7 separate regions of the Mus musculus genome follow, and regions 1, 3, 4, 5, 6 and 7 are each linked to region 2. The links are chromatin contacts, called in public HiChIP or PLAC-seq and promoter capture Hi-C maps. All regions are on one chromosome and are shown on one strand. Each heading gives the region's core, a stretch centred on a gene start, on an enhancer-like site or on the middle of the called end of the contact. The rest is flanking DNA. Distances are from core to core; before and after follow the strand shown.

Region 1 (2,700 bases), core at 171-2,670, 730 kb after region 2:
AAATGGCCCCCATAGGTTCATATATTTGAATGCTTAGTCATGAGGCAGTGGAACTCTTTGAAAGGATTAGAAGGATCAGGCAGTATGGCCTTGTTAAAGGATGTGTGTCACTAGGGTGGGCTTTGAAGTTTTAAAAACCCATACCAGACCCAAATACTCATTCTCATTCATTCTCATTTTCTCTCTTTCTTTCCTCCTCCCCACTCTCTTTCTTCCTCTCCCTCTGCCTATGAATCAGGATATAGATAAACAGATTCAATTACTTCTCCATGCCTACCATACATGCTCCCTACCATGATAATAACTGACCAAACTTCTGAAACTCTAAGCAAGGCCCCCATTAAATGATTTCCTTCATAAGAGTTGCTGAGGTCATGGTGTCTCTTCTCAGCAACAGAACAGTAACTAAGACAGCTAGCTCTCTAGAAGCTCAGACACTTGAGTTTTAAAGAGTCCAGCTCTAAAAGGAAGAACACCTGTATAGTCTGTTCTCAAAAGAACAAATAACTGTAAGGTCAAAGGCATAACAAAGAGATCCCTCACTTTCTAATATACTCCTTCCCGTCATGAGTTGAGTGTTTTAATAAGGATCAAACAGCCCCCATGGTGTCCAGGGAGGGGGGCCATGGCCACAGATGGCTCTCATAATGGACTCCATGGACCTGGAACATGGCAAGGCACAAATGCTGATGAAGGCTACCCTCACAGAGGCCTGCTACTCTGACAGGCAGAGTGAACAAGAAGAGATGGCAGTGGGGATGTGGAAGGCCACTTTGAGCAAGAGAGAAAAGGGAAGGAGGAAAACAGCCAGAGGGAAGCAAGCAATGACTCAGAAAAACAGCAAGGAGTGGGGCCATAAGGCACCTCACCTGTAATGAGCACAGAACCATCTGATGGGGGAGGGAGGCTGGGAGGGCAGAGAGAGTAAGAGAGTGAGAGAAAAAAAAAGAGAGAGAGAGAGAGAGAGAGAGAGAGAGAGAGAGAGAGAGAGAGCGAGCTGCTGCTCATCCACTGAAGGCAGATTGTGCTGTCGGACATCACAGACACAAACTGCACAGCATCCTGTGTGGATCTTGAGGATAGAAGCAGCCTGTTTTCTTGTTAATCCCCTCTAGTCCTGATGGCGCCAGGCAGAGGGGATAGCCTGCTAGGTAGTTACTAAGCGCCTCCAACACACACCCACAGTGCTCACAATGTCCCAGTTTCCTGCCTTCTGAACCCACTGTCAGGTTGAAGCCGGTGCTGCCTGGCACATTTCTCATTGTAAACAAACTCTGCCTGGGCAAACCCCCCAGGGAAGGGACAGGTTGCTGCTTTCTTCATTTCCCAGGCTGAGGAAAGGCCCGCCTTCAGAGGCAGCAGCGGGCAGCAGCAGTAATTTATTTGCTGGAGAAAGGCTCTGCCTCAGAGGGTTCCTGTCATGAGCTCCAGCCAGGGGAACAGCTCTCACTTCCTGTGAGAGACAGGAGAGAAGCCGGGCACAGGCCCCATAAAGAATATGCCTTCATTACGTACTGAAAGCAACGGGAATCAGGACGTGCTCTGCACGCGCAATTCCAAGCTCCTATTCACAGAGAAAGATTACCAAGCAAAGAAGGATGGAAGGAAGAAAATGGAGGAACCCTTATAGGCTCAGAGGCCTGCTATTTCATCTGCTACATGAGGTATTCTAGGGGGGAAATGTGATTTAGTGACTTCCAAGATGAAAAACACAATTACCACTCCAGCAATGGCCCCTAGCAACTTCCTAGGCTGAACCCTTTACTTGTAGTAAGGTGAGATTCGTCTGGTATAACAGTGGCATCAGGACAGGACAGGACAGGACAGGACAAGACAGACACTGCCCTTGAGATGTGGTCCTGGAAAAGAAGCAAGGTCAGGAAGAGCTGGGAAGGATGAGCACTATGGCTTTAAAAGTATTTATTATCTGCCACGTTTTAAGTGAGCCTTAAAAGGAACCTTGGGGGTCGAAACTGAACCCTTCCTTTTCTATAGAAGAAAAAAAAAAAATCACAGGTTTGCGGTTCAGCTTTCCAGAGCTGGATGTATTTAAGAGTCTCTTGGCCACCTAGGCCTATATATACCTCATCCTCCACTAGTCCACACAGCTCTCCTGTCTGATCCTGGGTTTTATTTGGTTTTCCTTCAGACATTTCAAAGAGGAAGAAATCGGAGTCACACAAGTGATTTTTTTTTTGTTTTTTGTTTTCCTCTCAGAAGGGAAATGTTAACTACTTTCACTAACAAAGGGATTAAGTCTGCTCTATGGGAGAATTACATCAAAAATAATGAGGCAGAAAAAGAAAATCTTTTATTATTTTAATGAATTCAAAGGCTGGAAGCATTATTAAGATGAGCAATGTGCCCATTGTCCTAATCCAATGTAATCATACTTTTAGAAATTAGTGTTCCGGATTTCTTCTGCTACATCAGACAAAGGCCCGTGGAGAGCACTGTGGAGAAAAAGCCTGTGGAGAGCGAGGCAGCAAGCTGTAAATCTAAGAGCCTCCAAGCAGAATCCACATTCCAACGGGAAGGTCCATGGCATGAAGCTTTGCTAGACCCTAAGCCAGTTCTCCTGCCTACAATCCCACCGAAAGCTTACTCTGCCCTTCACTCAGCGTGCTAAGACTGTGAATCCATCCTTCGCTCCCGTGTGCAGTGAGCCTCGTCACCTGTTGTTTTGCATTCGCTGCTATA
Region 2 (2,700 bases), core at 43-2,542:
TCTCTTGCATATGTTGAAGGAAGACAGCGACTAGGGAAGCCCGAAATGTCCTCCTGCCCCCGCCTAGCCCCAGGCCAGGTCTTTCCGGGGTACCCAGATGCCATTACACCACACGTGATCTCCGCGCCCGGCTGGTCCCGCAGGAGGCGTCTCGTGGGGTGTTAATTAAAGGTCACAACAAAATAGACCTGCCGGCTCACCAGAAGAAATGTCCTCCCGGGAAATGAAAAATGACACCCCGGAGCAGCCACGTGTGGAGCCCGGCGTACGCCGGCTTCCTGCGCTCCTGGGCGCTGCGCCGGGCGGGGGACGGGAATCAGACAGCGGGCGACAGCTGGGTGCTCTGGAGATCCCACAGGTCCGGGTGCTGGCAGGCAACCGTGCAAAGGGGCAAGGGGACGATCCCAGTCCCCGAGGTCGATCAGCTCGCGCCACACCCCCTCTCCAGGCCCGCGCAGTCCTTCCGCGCGCGTTCGGCGCGACCAATCCCTCAGTTTCCCCAGCCTGGCAGCTACAGGCTGGGTCTCGGGCTCACCTGTGCAGGTCTCGGGAGGTTTTCCCTTCATTAACAGGGGCTTGGGCCCGTGGGCGGGCGCGGGAAGGGGGGCTCAAGGCTCCCGGTGCTCAAATCGGGGTCCAGGGGAGGAGGGTCCCCTGGCCCGCTGGGGCTAGGAGGGCGAATCAAGACAAGGTTTGCCAGGCAGGTCTGGGAGAACAAAGGGCGGGGGGGTTGGTCCCGGCCTGTTTGCGGACTTGTTTGTGACTCAATCCGTTTGCACGGCTTTTCAAAGGCAGACCTGCACGCCTTGCCAGGAAGAGACCAGCTCTCGGGGAGGGGGGCGGGGAGGCCTGGGTGCTGCGTTTCAGCGCAGCTCGGCCGACTCCGAGCTACAGGCTCGCGCGCTGGATAGCACCGGAGCCCGGGGCTGTGGGCCCCTCGCCAGCAACTTCCCCGCCCGGAGCCAGATTTACGACCCCACCCCCGCCCCGGCTGCGCCTGGCGATGCCAGGCCCAAGCGCCGCGCCGTAAATGGATCGCGGCAGGCGAGGCGGCGGCGGCGGCCCGGCGGGCTCCGAGGCGGCGGGGCTGAGGTTCCCTAGGCTCCGCGCTGCTCCCGGACGGACACACGCGTCCTGACCGCGGGCTGCTCTCCGGCCGCGTACAGCCGCCCTCTCCTTGCCCTGCGCGCAACTGTCAGGAGAAAACGGGACGGCGCATATTGGCTCGGCGACACGCCGTGGCTCCTCCCCGAGTCTGGATCCTTATATTTTGGGAGAATTTCTTTGAACTCAGTTAGCGAGCTCGGGGAAGGAGGCAAGTTCCCACCGCCGGCTCGGCTCGGCGAGGGCTCGCCCACCTTCCCTGCAGCCTCCCTGCGTCCTCGCCGCCGTCCTCCTCCGTTTCGGCCCCGCTAGAGGAGAACGCGCGCTGGCCGGGTGGAGGAAAATGCTAGCGATCTGGATGTGACCGCGAAGAGAGGACGCGTGGCTGGAGGAGGCAGAGAGATGAGAAGACCCATTATTTGAGAACCACCAGCCGTTCCAACCTTTCCTGCAAATTGGTGCTATTACTTCTGGGGTCCATTTGCTTTCATTCTTCCCAACCCCCCATTAAGAAATCTTGACTTGAGGACCAACCCCTACCACGAGGGGGGACGCGTCTGGGTTGGCAGACCTTTTGGATGTAGCCTTGTGGGAACATTTAGACCCTTTCCTCTGGAAGAGCCACCATGAATTCGGTAGCCGGAAATAAAGAGAGGCTTGCGGTCTCCACCAGGGGCAAGAAATACGGGGTAAGTTGTGGCGGTGTCCACGAGGAGATGCGTTTCCAGGGACTCATCTGAGTGGGTGTCCTCTGCTTCCCGGGAGCCGGCGGCGGATGCAGGGTCCCCAGCTCTCGGGTGCACCGGCGTCCCCACGGCCGGCGGGGTCGTGCGTGCATGGAGGCGGGTCTGCAGCTCGCCTGGCTACGGGAATGTCTTCAGCCCTTGGTTCCTCCCTTTCCTCACACCCTTAACTTTTGCAGTATTTCGGGACTTGCAGACAGAGTTAAGCCGAGGGGGAGCATTTCCCAGGAATTCCTCTGCTCTTCCCTCGGATCGCTGCCCTGGAGCGGGGAGCCCGTTTGCTTTACCTGCAGGACCTGGGGTGGGGGCTGTTCCCCGAATGAGTAAACATCCAGAAGTCACAGTCACCCACCCTGCGATAGGGTGTTCTAGGACTGTGTACCTAGGCCCTTGCTGGGGTGGGTACCGGGTTTGAAAGAGTAGGGCGCTGGATTTCTGGGTGTTCTCGCAGAAGCTGCAGGATATCCACACCCCGCAAGCTCTTGTGCTGACCCCAGGAGGAATGGAGGGGGACCTGCGTGCGGGTCACTCTGGCGAGGGTGGGTGGGACAGGACTTCCTTAAGGATTGGTCACTTGAAGGATGGAGATAGATGGAGGGCAGGTTTGCATCAGTGCGGGCAGGACGGCGACCCCCCCCCCCCACCAGCCCTCCGCCGCACGGGGGACTGATGGCTCTACAGGGCCTGACGCCGCGCGTCTCTCCGGCAGGTGAACGAAATGTGCTCGCCCACCAAGCCCTCAGCGCCCTGCTCTCCTGAGAGCTGGTACCGCAAGGCTTACGAGGAGTCGCGCGCCGGCAGCCGGCCCACCCCGGAGGGAGCAGGCTCTGCGCTGGGCTCATCGGGCACCCCG
Region 3 (2,700 bases), core at 146-2,645, 820 kb after region 2:
TTGATTTGAAGCTAGCCAGAATAGGTTTCTAAAACTTCCAAAACAAAGCCTCTTAATTGGCACATCCCAATAAGAAAGTGGTCATGGTTCCTGTGTATAGAGCGTGAAGGAACCGGTGAGGTATTTTGAGGTTAAAGGTCGTGGTACCAAGGTGAACAATTACCATCCCAGGAGCATAGCTTCCCTCTGATGTTCTGAATTCAATGTAAGACAGATCATGGCACAGTGACTTTTGCTAAGTCTGAAGTATGTATGTATCTCAATACTAAGGAAAAGCATTTCAATCAAAACTCGTGGACACTCGGTCCTAGGTTGACTGCAGCCATACCACAGAGTGGGACAGATATGCTCAACATTTTTTTTTATTATTAATTGAAGCCTCCTCAAAGTTTCAGTAAGACCTTTCATGTAAGCTAGGATATATTCTCCTGGACCAGCAGCAGTGGCTTTCCTACACTGCTTTATATATAGGTCATGAATTTTTGTAGATGAGCCAGTAACAGATCTACACATGGAAAGTTAAACATGCCTGTTTAATGAGCCCACTACTGGAATCATTCCACAAGGGAAGGAAGGAGAAAGGGTAGGAAAGAGGGAGACATAGAAACACACACACACTACCAGCTATTTTTCAGATTATGCCAGTATGCCTAGTTATAAGATTCATAATTTAGGACAGATTTGCTCCCAAGGAAGTTCGTGGCCATGGAGGTCATGGGGCAGACGCAGGTCACATTTATCCAACCATGGACTGGGCATGTGAAAAAGAGCAAGCAACCCCAGAGATTATAAAGCTGGAAATGTTAGCAGAGAGCAGAGCTGAAGAACAGGGGTGACAGGCAAGCTACTGTTTTAGCAATTTATTACCCAAATGAGAAAAGAGATGAAGGTCCTTCACCAATGACAAGATAACTTGCCAATGCATCAAATATAAGGGACCAGACTAAATTGAAGAGCAATCTTTTTAGCTATGCAGATACCAAATGGCTACATAATTAGAGGAGGGTCTTCACATAATAACCTAAGGGACTTAGGACCTTCACCTTCTTAAGAATGTGTCACCACCTGTGCCCAGGATGAATTACACAGTGGTTTAGAATTCTCATTCTACTCAGAGCATTAATATTGATGAGCTGTCCTGACTCAGGAGAGGAACGTGATTAGAAAACAAAGGATTTATTTTCCCAATAACTAAAAGAGTATGTATTGTAAAAAGGCAACAGATCAGGATATGACACTCACCAGGGCATAAGCACAGGAGGGGCCAGAGTGGGTAAATAGGGGCTGTTATTTTATTTTGATAAAAGTATCCCCTTGATGTTGGCACACAGAACAGTACAAATATCAGAGTAGCAGGCTCCAAATGAACATGTCAGGAAAGACTCAAACCAAGACTGCCACTAGGGAGCTCCGGATTGAAAGGGCACCATTAAGTCAACAAAAAGAAACAGATCCCCTTGTCTCTGTGATGAACAGTTCACCTCCAAAAGGTACTTGGTTAGTTCCTAACTACTTAGCCTACAATAATGACAAACATTCTTTTCTATGTAAAAAAAAATGTAAAAGTCTGACATCAAAAAGATATTCCAAACGGCATACACACATGTAAAAGCTTACAGAAGCCCAAGAACATGGAGCATTTTAAATATTGTACTGAACCCAGATAATATAAACCGTGGCATGAGACTGAGACAGCACTGAACTGGATATGGCTCTAGCTATGCAAATGAGCTTTTATGTGGGACAGGAGTATATATTCTTCCTCAGGGCAGCCTCATCATGCCTATTTGAGTAGTTTGGGCTCTTGTTATAGTAGGAAAAACTCCCACACAAATTAGGGTCATTAGATTAATTGAAGATCTAGCATATAACTTATGATGAGTTGACATTTATACTTTGCATTATACACACACACCCATACACACACATGGGCACATGCACATGCATGCAGATTCACACACAGGCACATGCAGACACACACAGGCACACACAGACATGCAGATTCACACACGGGCACACATAGGCATGCATAGACACAGACACACAGACAAACACACATTATAGCCAGTGAACCTTGAAGCTCAATATTCATAAATAAATTATATCAAATGCAAGAAGAATATCACCTGTTGGGTACCCTGTCAGGTAGATTAATAGCACACCTATAATTTTATTTAATATGTATATTAGTTTCATGAAGCTGCTGGATTTAAAAATCTTCCTTTTAAAGATACACAAACAAAGCACAAAAAAATGTGCCATGCCTCATCACACATTTTAGAGAAAATTCAGGTGTGAGTTCCCGATTCCAACATTTACACTTTCAAATGTTATCATGATACCTCATATGAAAGCAAACACATCTCAATTTATGTCTTTCATCTGGGTTTTTTTCCCCACAAAAAATAATACCGTATCTTTAGATTGCATATGAACATTAGATTACAAAAACCTCATACTGTACTCCTAAATCCACTAATAAACCAAATTGTGTTTGTGAACAATTAGGCCTGAAGACTACATCCAGGGGTAGATTCTGAGTGCAAGCGGCTGCTCCAGCCTTCAGCTGTGTCAGGTGACTTTGCAGTAAAGCCCGGAGGAACCACTGGTGAGTCTGGGGCTTTTACTTGATTATGGTGCTTTGTTTGGTTTTGTCATCTCTCTAAAAGTGTATTGGTATGAAAAGAACCTGGCCAGCTG
Region 4 (2,704 bases), core at 114-2,613, 990 kb after region 2:
GTCTGTGAGAAGGGGGTTCGTGGCATTCGAGGCCGAGTTGTGAAGGGAGTGAATTGCTTTAACCCCACAAACTTCCCGCTGCTCTTTCAGCAACAAATCGCGTGCAGGTGTGTGCATGTCATTTCGATCACCACTTGAGAAGATAACAGATAACATTATTATTTGCTAACTTTAAAATGCAAAGCGAAGTCTTCAGTTATAAACTAAACAAGAATATTGTGGAAGCCGGGCGTTGGTAACAGCAAGACTTTGGGACGCAGAGAAGGCCAGCCTAGTCTACAGAGCAGCTACAGAGAAACCCTGTCTGAGGGGGCGGGGACTGAGGAGGGAGGAGAGGGGAGCGAGGGGAGTATCCTGGAATGTATAGTAAAGCTAGACTCCCCACCTCTACCCACCCCAAACACAGAGGGATGGGTCTGGAACCTACCTACCTCAGAGTCCTTATCCCAGTGCATGGTGGGAACCCGATGTGTGCGGACGGAAGTGTATATGTTACACAACTCTATAAACAGTAAAGCACCCTCCGCTGACACCGTGCTTCCAGACTTCGAAACACTGTCACATAAACTGTTGCATCTACACAGAGGTGGTGAGTTACATTTGTCCGCACAATCTCTAGAGGGCAAAGCACACCGCGAGTCCTACGCTCCTAGAGTAGACTGTTTGCATCTCTTATTTTGCTCTTTTGTTACACGGTTAATTCTCATTTGCTCCAGTCCTTAGGGATGTCTCATTCATCTTCCTAAACCCAAGCCACGTAAAATCCAGACCAGCAAAGTACAACATAAACACCAGGCTTCTCGCTCCTCCCGCAAGACAGGTCAGGTGGGGCCTCAGTTCTGATCCTGACGTACACACCCCTACTCCTTCCCAGACTCACACCCCCCTGCCACTTCTGATTTCCACAACCAATGAAGCTCGTTGCACAGGCTTTGAATATTTTTGTTCCCCAGCAAAATTATCTGCCCGACGCTTCCCCTTCATCTGCACCACTGCCTCCCCCAATTCCCACCGCAGCCTAGGGTGCTGCAGACACCCCACAGAGCTGTGCCCTCGAGGCCCACCCCCACCCGCAGAGCCACGCGCCCCGGGCTCAGGTTCCGTACGTACCCCAGTAGGCAGCGATCACAGACTACGCCACGACTCCCCTTGCACACAGTGTAAGCCAAGGGGTCGGAGCGGAAGAGCAGCTCCCCGGGGCGCAGTGGAGCCACAGCACGCAGCCCGTTTCCCCGGTTGGCAGTCGTGAACTTTTCCACCTTCAGTGCCTCCATCCTTCCTCAGATCCACACCTCAGATCCGAACTGCGTCCCTCAGCTTGAGTCTCGTGTTTTCTGACTGCGCGCCTGCGTCCTGCGCTTGCGTACACCAGGGGGCGGAGACGAGCGCGCAGGTCCTGTGAGCATGCGCAGGAGGACCTACTACAGCTCGGGATGGGGTGGTGTATTTCCTCCTGTATTTTATTCCGCGCTTTTTTTTTTCTTTTTCTTTTTCTTTTTCTTTTTGAGACGGAGTCTCACTATGTGTAGCAAAGACTGATCTGGAGCTCTCTTGATAGACCAAGGAACCTCTCTATTTAGACCTCGAACTCACAGGATTCTGCCCGCCTCAGCCTCCTCAGTTCTGGAATTCAAGGTGTGCTCCACCACGCCCAGCTTATTATGCAAATTTTAATGCATAGTGAAAAAAAAAATGGTAAGAGCCCATGAGTGGTGGCACACACCTTTAACCTCTGCACTGGGGAGGCAGAGGCAGGAAGACCTCTGAGTTTAAAGCCAGCGTGGTTTATAGAGTGAGTTTCAGGACAGCCAAGGCTATACAACAGAGAAGCCCTGTATCAAAAAAAAAAAAAAAAAAAAAAAAAGGGCAGTGGTTATCTGTATATTCAGCATCTAGATCGAAAAATTCTTAACATCTGCAGGGTTTTTTTTTAAGATTTATTTACTGTTATATGTAAGTGCACTATAGCTGTCTTCAGACTCACCAGAAAGGGCATCAGATCTCATTACAGATCTGTGGTGAGCAATCATGTGGTTTCTGGGATTTGAACTCAGGACCTTCAGAAGAGCAGTCAGTGCTCTTAACCACTGAGCCATCTCTCCAGCCCAGCATCTGCAGTTTTGGATCACACCTTCTGTATATCTATCTATATGCCTATATTTTTTTATAAACCGTTTTAGAGTTATGTTTGTTGAACCCTTTGAAATAATGTTGCAGTCAGGTCTTGAACTCAGAAACCCTTTATTCTCTTCCTCCTGAGTTCTTGGATTATGGATATACAAGCAAAGGATTATGGGTATACAATGAACAAGCAAAGGAGTAGGCACAAGACTGCCTAGGAGGGTCAGCATGATCAACCAGTTCTGATGCTCAGACTCAGCTATATGAGACCTATATCAGACCACACAAAGCTTTTTAAAGACAGCGTCTATTGTGTATCTCTGGCTGTCCTGGAACTCTCTGTGTAGATCAGGCTGGCCTTGAACTCATAGACATCCTGCCTCTGCCTTTCCTGTATACACGTCTGTGTGCCTTCTGGGAACCCCAGCAAACACACAAGTGGAAGACTAGCCTCAGTAACAGAGAAATCCTGCTTAAAACATCTTTTTCTATGAGTGATTTCTTACTTCAATCCAAATATTTTGTTGGTTTGTGACCATGCCTCACAATTTCGCCCTGGCTGACCTGAAAAATCTCTGTGTAA
Region 5 (2,700 bases), core at 155-2,654, 930 kb after region 2:
GGTTTGTACCCTAAAGGAAAGAGGGATTCTTGTTTTTTCCTTAGTGGGGATGGAACTCACAGTACCCTATGCATGTTAGGTACAAGCTCCACCTGACCCCTGAACCACTCCTCAGTCTTCGCATCTACCTCCTTTCAGTAGAGAACAAGAAGATACAAAAGAGGAGTCTTGGTTAAGTTCCTTGTCACATCTGCAGCCGCCAGTTTCCCTTCCCCATGCACCGCCAGAGGAATGACCTGTTTGGGGGTCATCTGGGAGTTCTTGGAGAAAAGGTTTATGCTTGGGTGTTAACTACCCTCTACAGCCTCTGGGGACTCCACACCCTCCTGAAAGCCCACAAACAGCAGCTTTTTCCAAATTCCATTACCGTCAGAATTCTGAGCACTGTCTCCCTGTGGTAAGCAAACCTGGGTAAGCAGGTTTCTCTCATCCGTCCTTGCAGACCTGTCTCCTCTTAGGCCTCTGGCTCCCTGGCTGCCCTGAAATCTCCACTCTCTTGAGCTCAAAAACAGCAAGGCACACTAAGTTGTGCAGATTTTTGTTGCCATGTGTTAAGGTCGTGGGTTACGCTCTTTCTGTATCAGAATCCGGTCTCTACTAGTGCCTGAATTTGTTTCTTAAAAGGCGAGCCTCATTAGGAAGTCAACTTAAAAGGGAGCGTTCCAAATTAAAATATCCTAACGTAATTTTGAATCTTCAAACCTAATGAGAGAATTTGGGTTGTTATTATTTGTGATTTATTTTTCTGGCTGTTGATAAATCATCAGGAAAGGACTCATTATTCCTCTAACGATAAATTCAAAACCAAATTGCAATAATGCATTTAAACATAAACTATACTAAGAACTCAGCCTAATAAAAACCACGCAACAGCAGAGAATGATTTCTTAAGAGCATCAGCTTCCTGCCTGGCAGCTTGCTCCTGGGCCTCCAGCTCGTGGTCCCCAGAATTTTGCTTCACAAAATATTTTCTTGAATCTCTTGGGAGATTACTACAGGGTTAAAAGTTGTCTTAAGATCAAAGATCAAATAGCAAGAAAAAAAAAAAGACCCTGTAATTCTCTATAGCGGCCATTGATCTTTCCCATCTGCTGTGCAAGAGAGGAGGTGTGTCTTAAGTTTGGAAACAGAAAACCTTTCTAACTAGAAATGTCAGGGAACTGGCAAGTGTTCAGAGGGAATTCTTCTATAAGAGCTCCAACTCCTTTTTGCCAAAATATCAATGATGTCAACAAAAGAAAAATAAAATCTAGTTAGTAGAGTACTGTCTTTGAGTTCTACCTTTCTTCTGTGGGTGTGTCGCAGGGTCAGATTTCTATTATGAAACCCCACATAGTAAATGAGTTTCCAACCATCAAGACTTTATGTGCACAAGCTTTCGAGTGACTGATGAGAGACAGCTGGAGGAAGACTCTGAGAGGGGCGGTTAACTCGGCCCAGCCTCCCAGCTGACACCCTCAGCATCCTGGCCTCCCTCACGCGAAAGCCCAGAAACCAAGTCCTTACCTACAGCTGAATCTTGGAAACAACTGAGAAATCCCCATGAAGCAAATGAGGTGGCAGCTCTTTTGGAACAGATTAAATGTTTTTGTCTCTTTAAACAAATGCACACCAACAATTATGGCCACTGGTGACCCTCAGTGCATTCTGGAACTCAAGTCTTTTTCCTTTCCTTAATGCGCTGCTGGCGTCTCTCCCTTCTCACAATTACTGAGTCACACAGCTAATTACATGATTGCTGTGGTATGTAAATGAGGCTTTAATAAAGTTGTGTAAGAAAAAAACCATCCGGCAAGACGGGTAAACACGAGGCCGCTGAGCCCAAGTTCAATCCCTAGAAACCCACGTGGTAGGAGCAGCAGCCAACGCCTGCAAACTGTCCTCTGACCTCCCCACGTGTGCTGTGATGCAGATAGACAGACAGACAGTGTCACCAGATCTATTATTGCGGAATGAATGAGTAAATTCCATGAAAACTCACACTCTCCTTCCTCATACAGAAGTGAATACTTCAATAAAGATGGATTCAGTCGCTGTATCCACATGTCAAAGAATCCATTTGAACCCCCACATCGGCCCACATGTGAAAGTTCACTCAAAATAACACATCCAAGACCTAAATGCAAAGTTAAACAGACAACTCTTAGAAGGGAAATCACTACAAATCTTCACAACCTTGGGTAAATAGCAATTTTGGATGTTTGGGATTTTTTTTAAATTTTTTGTTTGTCTGTTAGTTTGTTTTTGAGAAAAGGACTCACTCCATAGCCAGGGCTGGCCGAGAACTTGACCCTCTGTGTGCCTCCTGATGCCTGGATTACAGGCAAGCGTCACCACTCCTGGAAATACTTTTCCTTAAATGAAATACCAAAACTATAAGTAATATATATATTTAAAGATAAAACCGATTTTATCAAATGTAAATGTTTCTGAATCGAAGTGCACATTAACAGGGTGAAAGAGCAAGCTGGGCTGGTGGGGGTGGGACACTCCTGGAGTCCCAGACACTTAGAGACTGAGGCAAGAAAATCACTTGAGCCTGAAACCAGCCCAGCAGACCCAGTGGTGGATCAGTGAATTGCTGCAAGGCCCAACAAGGCAAGGCTCTGGGTTTAATCCCTAGCAGCCCCAAAACTTAAAACAAGAAAGCAACATGGCTCAGCAGGGAGAGGCACTTGCCTCCAAGGCTAACGATCTGAG
Region 6 (2,700 bases), core at 190-2,689, 910 kb after region 2:
GTCGTTGCTCCTTTATAATAATCTCGGGAGATGGGACTCTGTAACTGATCAACCTTGAGGAAACTAAAAGAATCCCAATAGCAGTGAGTTAAAACATCTATTTTTCACCTAGAGAAAATCAGAGAAACCATTTTTAAAACGTCATTACTTGAATGCTTTCTCAAAAACCACATGATATTTTAAATGACAAATTTTAATTGTTTCTTCAAGATCTTCTTTTGAATGTCGCATCCTTCCAATTGTTGTGACTCTCCTTGGCTGGCCCAGTCAGATCGCTGTGGAGCTTTTAGTGAGCTACAGAAGATCCTGGGGCTCGAACTCTGGTCAGACTAGCGAGGCAAACACAGCTCCCTGCTGGAGCCTTTATTTATTTACTTTATTTACTTTGCTATTTTCTTAATAACTTGTTCCTTCTGCAAACTTTAAACTGGTTTTTACAGCCACATTTTTTCCCTCAATGGAGCAATTTTGAAATCAAAATGACAAGTAAACACAGAAGATGCTTTTAAAATGTATTTTACAGTGAATTTTTCAAAGTGCATCTGTCTCTCCCAAAAGACAGCTGCCATGAAGTCTGGCGTCCCAGAATATTTAAACTTACAGTATAAACTGCAAGTAAAAAGTAAGTCGCAGTGAACTGCTCTCTGACTATGTGGCTCGTGTTCCTGATCTCACTCTCTGGCAAAGCGTGGCCCTGCAGTGTCTTCTTTTTTAATCTTCTCAGTACCTGATATCTAGCCAAGCAACTCGTAGGTGACCTAAAAACAGTCAGCGAATAGATAAAGGATTCAGAGAGTTCGGCCCCATGAAAATCAAACGAGAACATACAGCATTATAAAGAGAAAGGACGCCATCCTTGCAGCCCTGAAATGCACCCTCACCACTCAGTATGAAAATGGCTATCACAGAGGCAAAGCCCAAACCCCCTACTATCAGCTAAATAAAACAAGACCATCAAACAAATTGCTGGGTCCTCAAAGGGAAAAAGTAATGATTAAAGTGAAAGGTTACATGACGTCATCTGTTCAGGTCAGCCCAGAAGGCCAGCACACACGGCCCAGCTCTTGGCACATAACCTCCATGGATAACCATGTCCCCACAAGCATGACGTCATCTGTTCAGGTCCAGAAAGACAGCACACACTGCCTAGCTCTCGGAAGACAACCTCCAGTTACCCCTGTCCCCACACGCATCTCTCCCCTTGCTCTTTCAAACCTGCACACACCCCTATTTCGTGAAAGCACCAACATTGGCAAATAATGTCTTACAGCAAAATCTGTCCCCTCTCTAGGACGTAGTCAATTCCTCTCCCCTGCCCTGTCCTCTTCCTGCCCTCCCTCCTCCATCCCCTTCCTTTCTGGCTTAGTTGTAAGCCAGTGGTTTTCAACCTTCCTAATGATACAACCCTTTAATACAGTTCCTCATGTTGTGGTGATGCCAACCATAAATGGACTCCATTGTTACTTCATAACTCATTTTGCTATAGTATAGTCATATAGCTGACATGCAGGATATTAGATGTGTGACTCCCAAGGGAGTCAAGACCCACAGGTTGAGAAACCCTTGAGCAAGTCAGTTTTTACTGGTGATGAAAATAACCTTCACCAACTTAAATAGTAACAAGACAAAGAAAGCCTCTGCTGTCATCACAGACAGGCCATCCACACTGTAACTCAAAAGACACTTCTATCTGTCAACCCGGCCCAGAAACATCAAGTGCTTTCCCATTCAAGCTAACACTTCTGGATCCCACTCAGAGTAAAAGGACACCCTCAGAGAAGAGTAAGCAGGGGAGCAGGTGGAAATTTAGAAGTCATAGAGAGCCAGATGGTGGCAGCGCACGCCTTTAATCCCAGCGCTTGGGAGGCAGACACAGGCAGATCTCTGAGTTCAAGCCCAGCCTGGTCTAGAGAGAGCTAGTTCCAGGACAGCCTGGGTTACAGAGAGAAACCCTGTCTTGAAAAACGGGAAATGAAAAAGAGGAAGAGGAAGAGGACATATGGAACACTAAGCAGTAATTCTACACTTCCGTATCTTCCCAGCAACACAAAACATTTGGTTGCCAAATCAACTTACATTACCTAAACACCACAAACACTTGTAGTCCTCAAAACCACTTGTGTTTATCTGAAGTGAAGCTATTAATATTTCTCCGCGGCAGTAACTATATAAAACAAGGCCCAAAACAAACCCAAATCAAGGGATGGCGTTTCCGGAAGCTGCAGAGTGTGTATGACTATATAAACAACTGATTCCATACTCATGAACGGGTTCCTTCACTATGGAAGACCCAAATAGAATAAGGAATGGAGATGTGTGAAAACTCTGTTTGCTTTTAACTCTGGCTCCTTCTGCTGTATCGCATTTTGAACTGACGAGCATACTGTTTTATTCCACGTGTGAGAAAGCTCTAGGTTCTTAAGGATCTCTAAGTAAAAAGGAGCCAGGCCAAGGTTTGGGTTGGATATGTAGATTACTTTTGTTGCTCATACCAAAGGCCTCTGGGTAATCAACCACCTTGGGAATCATCGTTAGCTTGCCATCACCTACTACCTACAACGCCGGGAAGGTGTCAGCAATCATCCTCCTTCACTTCCAAAAAGAAGGCATCACCTACTACATACCTATCCCCCGATCCCCAGAACCTGGTAGAGACAGATTTCCTGACTCTACTTTTTCTGATCATCCTTACTCAGATGC
Region 7 (2,768 bases), core at 237-2,736, 860 kb after region 2:
TTCACAGTAACACAAATCGTCCTTTTAACATAAAATATCAGAAGCATGCTAATTTCACAGCTTTACTGCAGTAGAAAAAATGTTAATGTTCAAGTCTGACTGCTTCCATTTAATAATATGCAGATAAGGGACACTTCCTCATAAAAATGTTAAAAATTAATATTAAAGAGAGATGATAAGGGAAATAAGGCCATTTGAAGATTATAATTTGAAATTAACATGTGTGCATCCACAGCCACATTTTGAAACTGGAGTTTTTAATTTCCACAGATTCCTTAATTAGAAAGTCTAATATAAGCGAAACAAACACACTTCAAGGTTCCTTTCTTGCAAAAGTATCTGTGGTTAACGTGTCCTATGGTTTCAACTATCATTCTCTCTTACCATGTGAGTATGATATTTAACCCTCTCCTGCTAGACCATGGGAGGCCTCAATCAGGAGCCAACCCAATGGCTCTGTTCTTACTACTTCCAGTCTCTTGAGACTCTCCATCTGATTTGGGAGCCAGATAGTCACACCATATATTTGATGAACACTCTCTGTGGGATCGCAACACATGGCTACAGCTATCATATCGATGGCGAGTCAGAATGGAAGGCTTGCAGCCAAGATAGTCGAGACAAAAATATTCAACCAAATATATCTTCACACTTTACTATAACTATGTAGTTCTGTTCCTTAAATTAAAAGGGAAATTCGAAAGCATGTGTGAATACATTCTCCCAATTTTTCATGAAATTAAATAAATTGGGCTCTACAGTCGAAACCGTAATATCTTAACATCAAGATGAACATGATGACAGGCCACCCAGCATAAGAGGTTGTAAAGCAAACCTCCAAACTACAATGGAATAAGTTCCTAAATAAGTGGTCTGCAGCTTTGAAGGTGGAGTACTGTAAGATGGTGACCTCCAAAGAAGTAATGGCAGCAAACGTGCCCAGAGCAGGTACAGACCACTCTGAATCCTTTCTTTCTCTTTCTGGATACTTTCATTACAGGTCACAAGACTACCAAGTCCTAAGTCACCTTGACACTGTGTGGCTCTTCCTCAAATACCTCAGCATTCCCAGCTGACCTCACAAGCTGATTGTGGTAGAATGAATCTGTGGTTCAATAGGATGGGGGCGGGGGTTCTAAGTAAGCTGTAAAAGCTAGCTCAGCTTGATGGCTCCTATGTGTAATCCAAGGCTTAAGGAGCTGAGGTAGCTTGACTCCCTGGAGCTAAATGTGAACTGTTCTCAGAGAGAACAAAGACAGCCCCGAGCTTGTCATCCTAGTCAGAACCAGAACCACTGTGGGCCTCCGAGCATACATTGGATGCTGACTTCACCCAGTTAGCAATCCTGAGCGCTGGTGGCTGGCTGGCTTCTTTCTGAGATTTCTAGAACGCCTCGGCTACCCTTTCCCCTCATGCCTTTGGACTCTGCCCTGTCGCGTCAGACCTGGGAAGTGGGACGGCTGAATGTTAAGTGTACACGTGTGAAAGCTGAGCACAGGCACCTCCTCTTTGATCCATCACTTACTCGCTGATGACCTGAGCTGGCTCGTGGGTCACTGAGGGAGTAGCTGAGAGCTCCAGCCCATCAGCGTGAGGAGCAGCTGCAGACATGCAGCAATGCTTCGCTTCATGATTTCTAAGCCTCTTTTTCTCCTTGTCCATCCTTGTCGCTGTCCCCTTTCAAGCAACCTGACTCTGATCATTCTCAAGAATCAACGGATTGATTTGATTATTTCCTTCTATATGCATATACTGGAAACTCACATTATAGTCCATGAATCTATAGCCATAGCGTGAGTCAACTAAAAGGAAAACAGAACTGAGAGCACAATACAGAGCAGAGCTCACTCCTTTGAGCTGGACCGTTATTATAATCACTTTTAATGTTCTTTGTAGCAAAATAATAAACATAAAATTAAATGCAGTCATGCATAGCTCATTTTCCCTGAAAAAAAAAATCTCACTTACGAATATTTACTTTCTATAAACAATGGATCAGATTGTGTGGATTAGGGAAATCATGAGCTCAACGAGACCCATTAGGAATCTCATTGTGCAGAAAGATTTCTTCTAGTGAGTTCGTATCCCCTGTTGCAAAAGCCTGTGTTTCCAGATTCGGTGTCTGGTGTCTCAAAAGCAGGTGTTGCTCACTCTGATCCCCCACACCCTGGGCAGAGTCCAGTCCTTTCCTTAATGGTTATTACCATATATTTAGGATCCATTTGTTCTTACACTTTGAAAATTGGATGAGACCTCTGGTGCCAAATTGTAAATCATAAAAGAGTGCACTGGGACCATCTCAAAAAAGTCTTGAAAGGCCACGTCTCAGCAAATGACATCTTCTTTTTCAAAACCCTGCTCATGTCCTGGGAAACATGTCTGCTGGAACCCTCTCTTCCATAGTCCGGTTGCTTTTATCTAAATGTCATTCGGGGGCCCCGTTACTTCTTCCATAGGATTTCAGATTGGCCACAGTAGACACTGAGTGTAAGAAGGGAGATAGAATCCTGAACCTTACTGCCCGGCACGGACATGACACAAGAGTCATAATATTCACAGCTCCGCTCATCTCGGGCAGCCAGCTGTCACTGAGAGATTCGATGCAACTTTGTTTATGCCCTTGCCTTTTGGACCATACTGGACAGTTTGCTGTGCTCTTGTTTGACTGGGGGAGTGTAATATAAACCCAAATGCCTGCTCTTACATTCCTGTCTGCATATATTTTATCCTGTCTGCATATATCTTATCCTTCTGTGTTAAAATATGCT

What was found. Promoter capture Hi-C pulls out the DNA fragments that hold promoters and counts their contacts. HiChIP or PLAC-seq counts read pairs in DNA pulled down with a chosen protein or histone mark.
Region 1: an H3K4me3 HiChIP or PLAC-seq map of forebrain shows a contact between it and region 2, with 7 times the contacts expected there. The contact joins the enhancer-like site here to the promoter of Kif26b in region 2. A contact is called at or near these places in 3 of 39 promoter capture datasets (embryonic stem cells and trophoblast stem cells), 18 of 115 datasets of contacts at active chromatin or transcription factors (the NIH/3T3 cell line, bone marrow-derived macrophages, craniofacial prominence and 10 more) and 3 of 9 other capture datasets (adipose tissue, embryonic stem cells and liver).
Region 3: a contact with region 2 is called in a promoter capture Hi-C map of liver, with 8 times the contacts expected there. The contact joins the enhancer-like site here to the promoter of Kif26b in region 2. A contact is called at or near these places in 8 of 39 promoter capture datasets (the 3T3-L1 cell line, 3T3-L1-derived adipocytes, frontonasal cranial neural crest and 5 more), 3 of 484 Hi-C or Micro-C datasets (bone marrow-derived macrophages, cortical neurons and embryonic stem cells), 14 of 115 datasets of contacts at active chromatin or transcription factors (SST interneurons, bone marrow-derived macrophages, cardiomyocytes and 10 more) and 2 of 9 other capture datasets (adipose tissue and embryonic stem cells).
Region 4: a contact with region 2 is called in an H3K4me3 HiChIP or PLAC-seq map of embryonic basal ganglia, with 7 times the contacts expected there. The contact joins the promoter of Smyd3 here to the promoter of Kif26b in region 2. A contact is called at or near these places in 1 of 39 promoter capture datasets (embryonic stem cells), 1 of 15 datasets of contacts at CTCF or cohesin (embryonic stem cells), 1 of 484 Hi-C or Micro-C datasets (embryonic stem cells) and 14 of 115 datasets of contacts at active chromatin or transcription factors (bone marrow-derived macrophages, craniofacial prominence, embryonic basal ganglia and 10 more).
Region 5: an H3K4me3 HiChIP or PLAC-seq map of embryonic basal ganglia shows a contact between it and region 2, with 13 times the contacts expected there. The contact joins the enhancer-like site here to the promoter of Kif26b in region 2. A contact is called at or near these places in 15 of 39 promoter capture datasets (3T3-L1-derived adipocytes, the C10 cell line, the HPC-7 cell line and 8 more), 2 of 15 datasets of contacts at CTCF or cohesin (large pre-B cells and pro-B cells), 14 of 484 Hi-C or Micro-C datasets (the BV-2 cell line, the C2C12 cell line, bone marrow-derived macrophages and 7 more), 24 of 115 datasets of contacts at active chromatin or transcription factors (the NIH/3T3 cell line, SST interneurons, craniofacial prominence and 16 more) and 2 of 9 other capture datasets (adipose tissue and embryonic stem cells).
Region 6: a contact with region 2 is called in an H3K4me3 HiChIP or PLAC-seq map of bone marrow-derived macrophages, with 4 times the contacts expected there. The contact joins the enhancer-like site here to the promoter of Kif26b in region 2. A contact is called at or near these places in 3 of 39 promoter capture datasets (the C10 cell line, embryonic stem cells and trophoblast stem cells), 1 of 15 datasets of contacts at CTCF or cohesin (large pre-B cells), 3 of 484 Hi-C or Micro-C datasets (the BV-2 cell line, bone marrow-derived macrophages and cortical neurons), 16 of 115 datasets of contacts at active chromatin or transcription factors (bone marrow-derived macrophages, craniofacial prominence, embryonic basal ganglia and 12 more) and 3 of 9 other capture datasets (adipose tissue, embryonic stem cells and liver).
Region 7: a contact with region 2 is called in an H3K4me3 HiChIP or PLAC-seq map of embryonic forebrain, with 9 times the contacts expected there. The contact joins the enhancer-like site here to the promoter of Kif26b in region 2. A contact is called at or near these places in 6 of 39 promoter capture datasets (the HPC-7 cell line, frontonasal cranial neural crest, liver and 3 more), 2 of 15 datasets of contacts at CTCF or cohesin (large pre-B cells and stem cell-derived epiblast-like cells), 3 of 484 Hi-C or Micro-C datasets (cerebral cortex, cortical neurons and forebrain), 14 of 115 datasets of contacts at active chromatin or transcription factors (cardiomyocytes, craniofacial prominence, embryonic basal ganglia and 8 more) and 3 of 9 other capture datasets (embryonic tail, embryonic trunk and liver).

Annotation. Positions count from the first base shown.
Region 1 is chr1:179,260,416-179,263,115 of GRCm38.p6, forward strand. All of the region lies in intron 5 of Smyd3 (SET and MYND domain containing 3), which reads right to left. Among named protein-coding and RNA genes, the nearest start is that of Gm31349, 66 kb to the right of the region's middle. Within about 2 kb of position 1,421, at least 41 of the 459 cell types and tissues checked have an H3K27ac peak or open chromatin away from gene starts, as enhancers often do. A contact at or near this core is called in embryonic stem cells and forebrain, where this site is marked.
Region 2 is chr1:178,527,833-178,530,532 of GRCm38.p6, forward strand. Kif26b (kinesin family member 26B) reads left to right here and starts at 1,293. Exons shown (of 15, transcript NM_001161665.1): 1 at 1,293-1,793; 2 at 2,557-2,700. The coding sequence starts at 1,731.
Region 3 is chr1:179,344,421-179,347,120 of GRCm38.p6, forward strand. All of the region lies in intron 5 of Smyd3 (SET and MYND domain containing 3), which reads right to left. Among named protein-coding and RNA genes, the nearest start is that of Gm31349, 18 kb to the left of the region's middle. Within about 2 kb of position 1,396, at least 3 of the 459 cell types and tissues checked have an H3K27ac peak or open chromatin away from gene starts, as enhancers often do.
Region 4 is chr1:179,516,678-179,519,381 of GRCm38.p6, forward strand. Smyd3 (SET and MYND domain containing 3) reads right to left here and starts at 1,364. Exons shown (of 12, transcript NM_027188.4): 1 at 1,111-1,364. The coding sequence starts at 1,274.
Region 5 is chr1:179,457,392-179,460,091 of GRCm38.p6, forward strand. All of the region lies in intron 1 of Smyd3 (SET and MYND domain containing 3), which reads right to left. Among named protein-coding and RNA genes, the nearest start is that of Smyd3, 59 kb to the right of the region's middle. Within about 2 kb of position 1,405, at least 26 of the 459 cell types and tissues checked have an H3K27ac peak or open chromatin away from gene starts, as enhancers often do. A contact at or near this core is called in the C2C12 cell line, craniofacial prominence, embryonic basal ganglia and 1 more, where this site is marked.
Region 6 is chr1:179,432,927-179,435,626 of GRCm38.p6, forward strand. All of the region lies in intron 1 of Smyd3 (SET and MYND domain containing 3), which reads right to left. Among named protein-coding and RNA genes, the nearest start is that of Smyd3, 84 kb to the right of the region's middle. Within about 2 kb of position 1,440, at least 37 of the 459 cell types and tissues checked have an H3K27ac peak or open chromatin away from gene starts, as enhancers often do. A contact at or near this core is called in the BV-2 cell line, bone marrow-derived macrophages and microglia, where this site is marked.
Region 7 is chr1:179,385,310-179,388,077 of GRCm38.p6, forward strand. All of the region lies in intron 5 of Smyd3 (SET and MYND domain containing 3), which reads right to left. Among named protein-coding and RNA genes, the nearest start is that of Gm31349, 59 kb to the left of the region's middle. Within about 2 kb of position 1,487, at least 18 of the 459 cell types and tissues checked have an H3K27ac peak or open chromatin away from gene starts, as enhancers often do. A contact at or near this core is called in trophoblast stem cells, where this site is marked.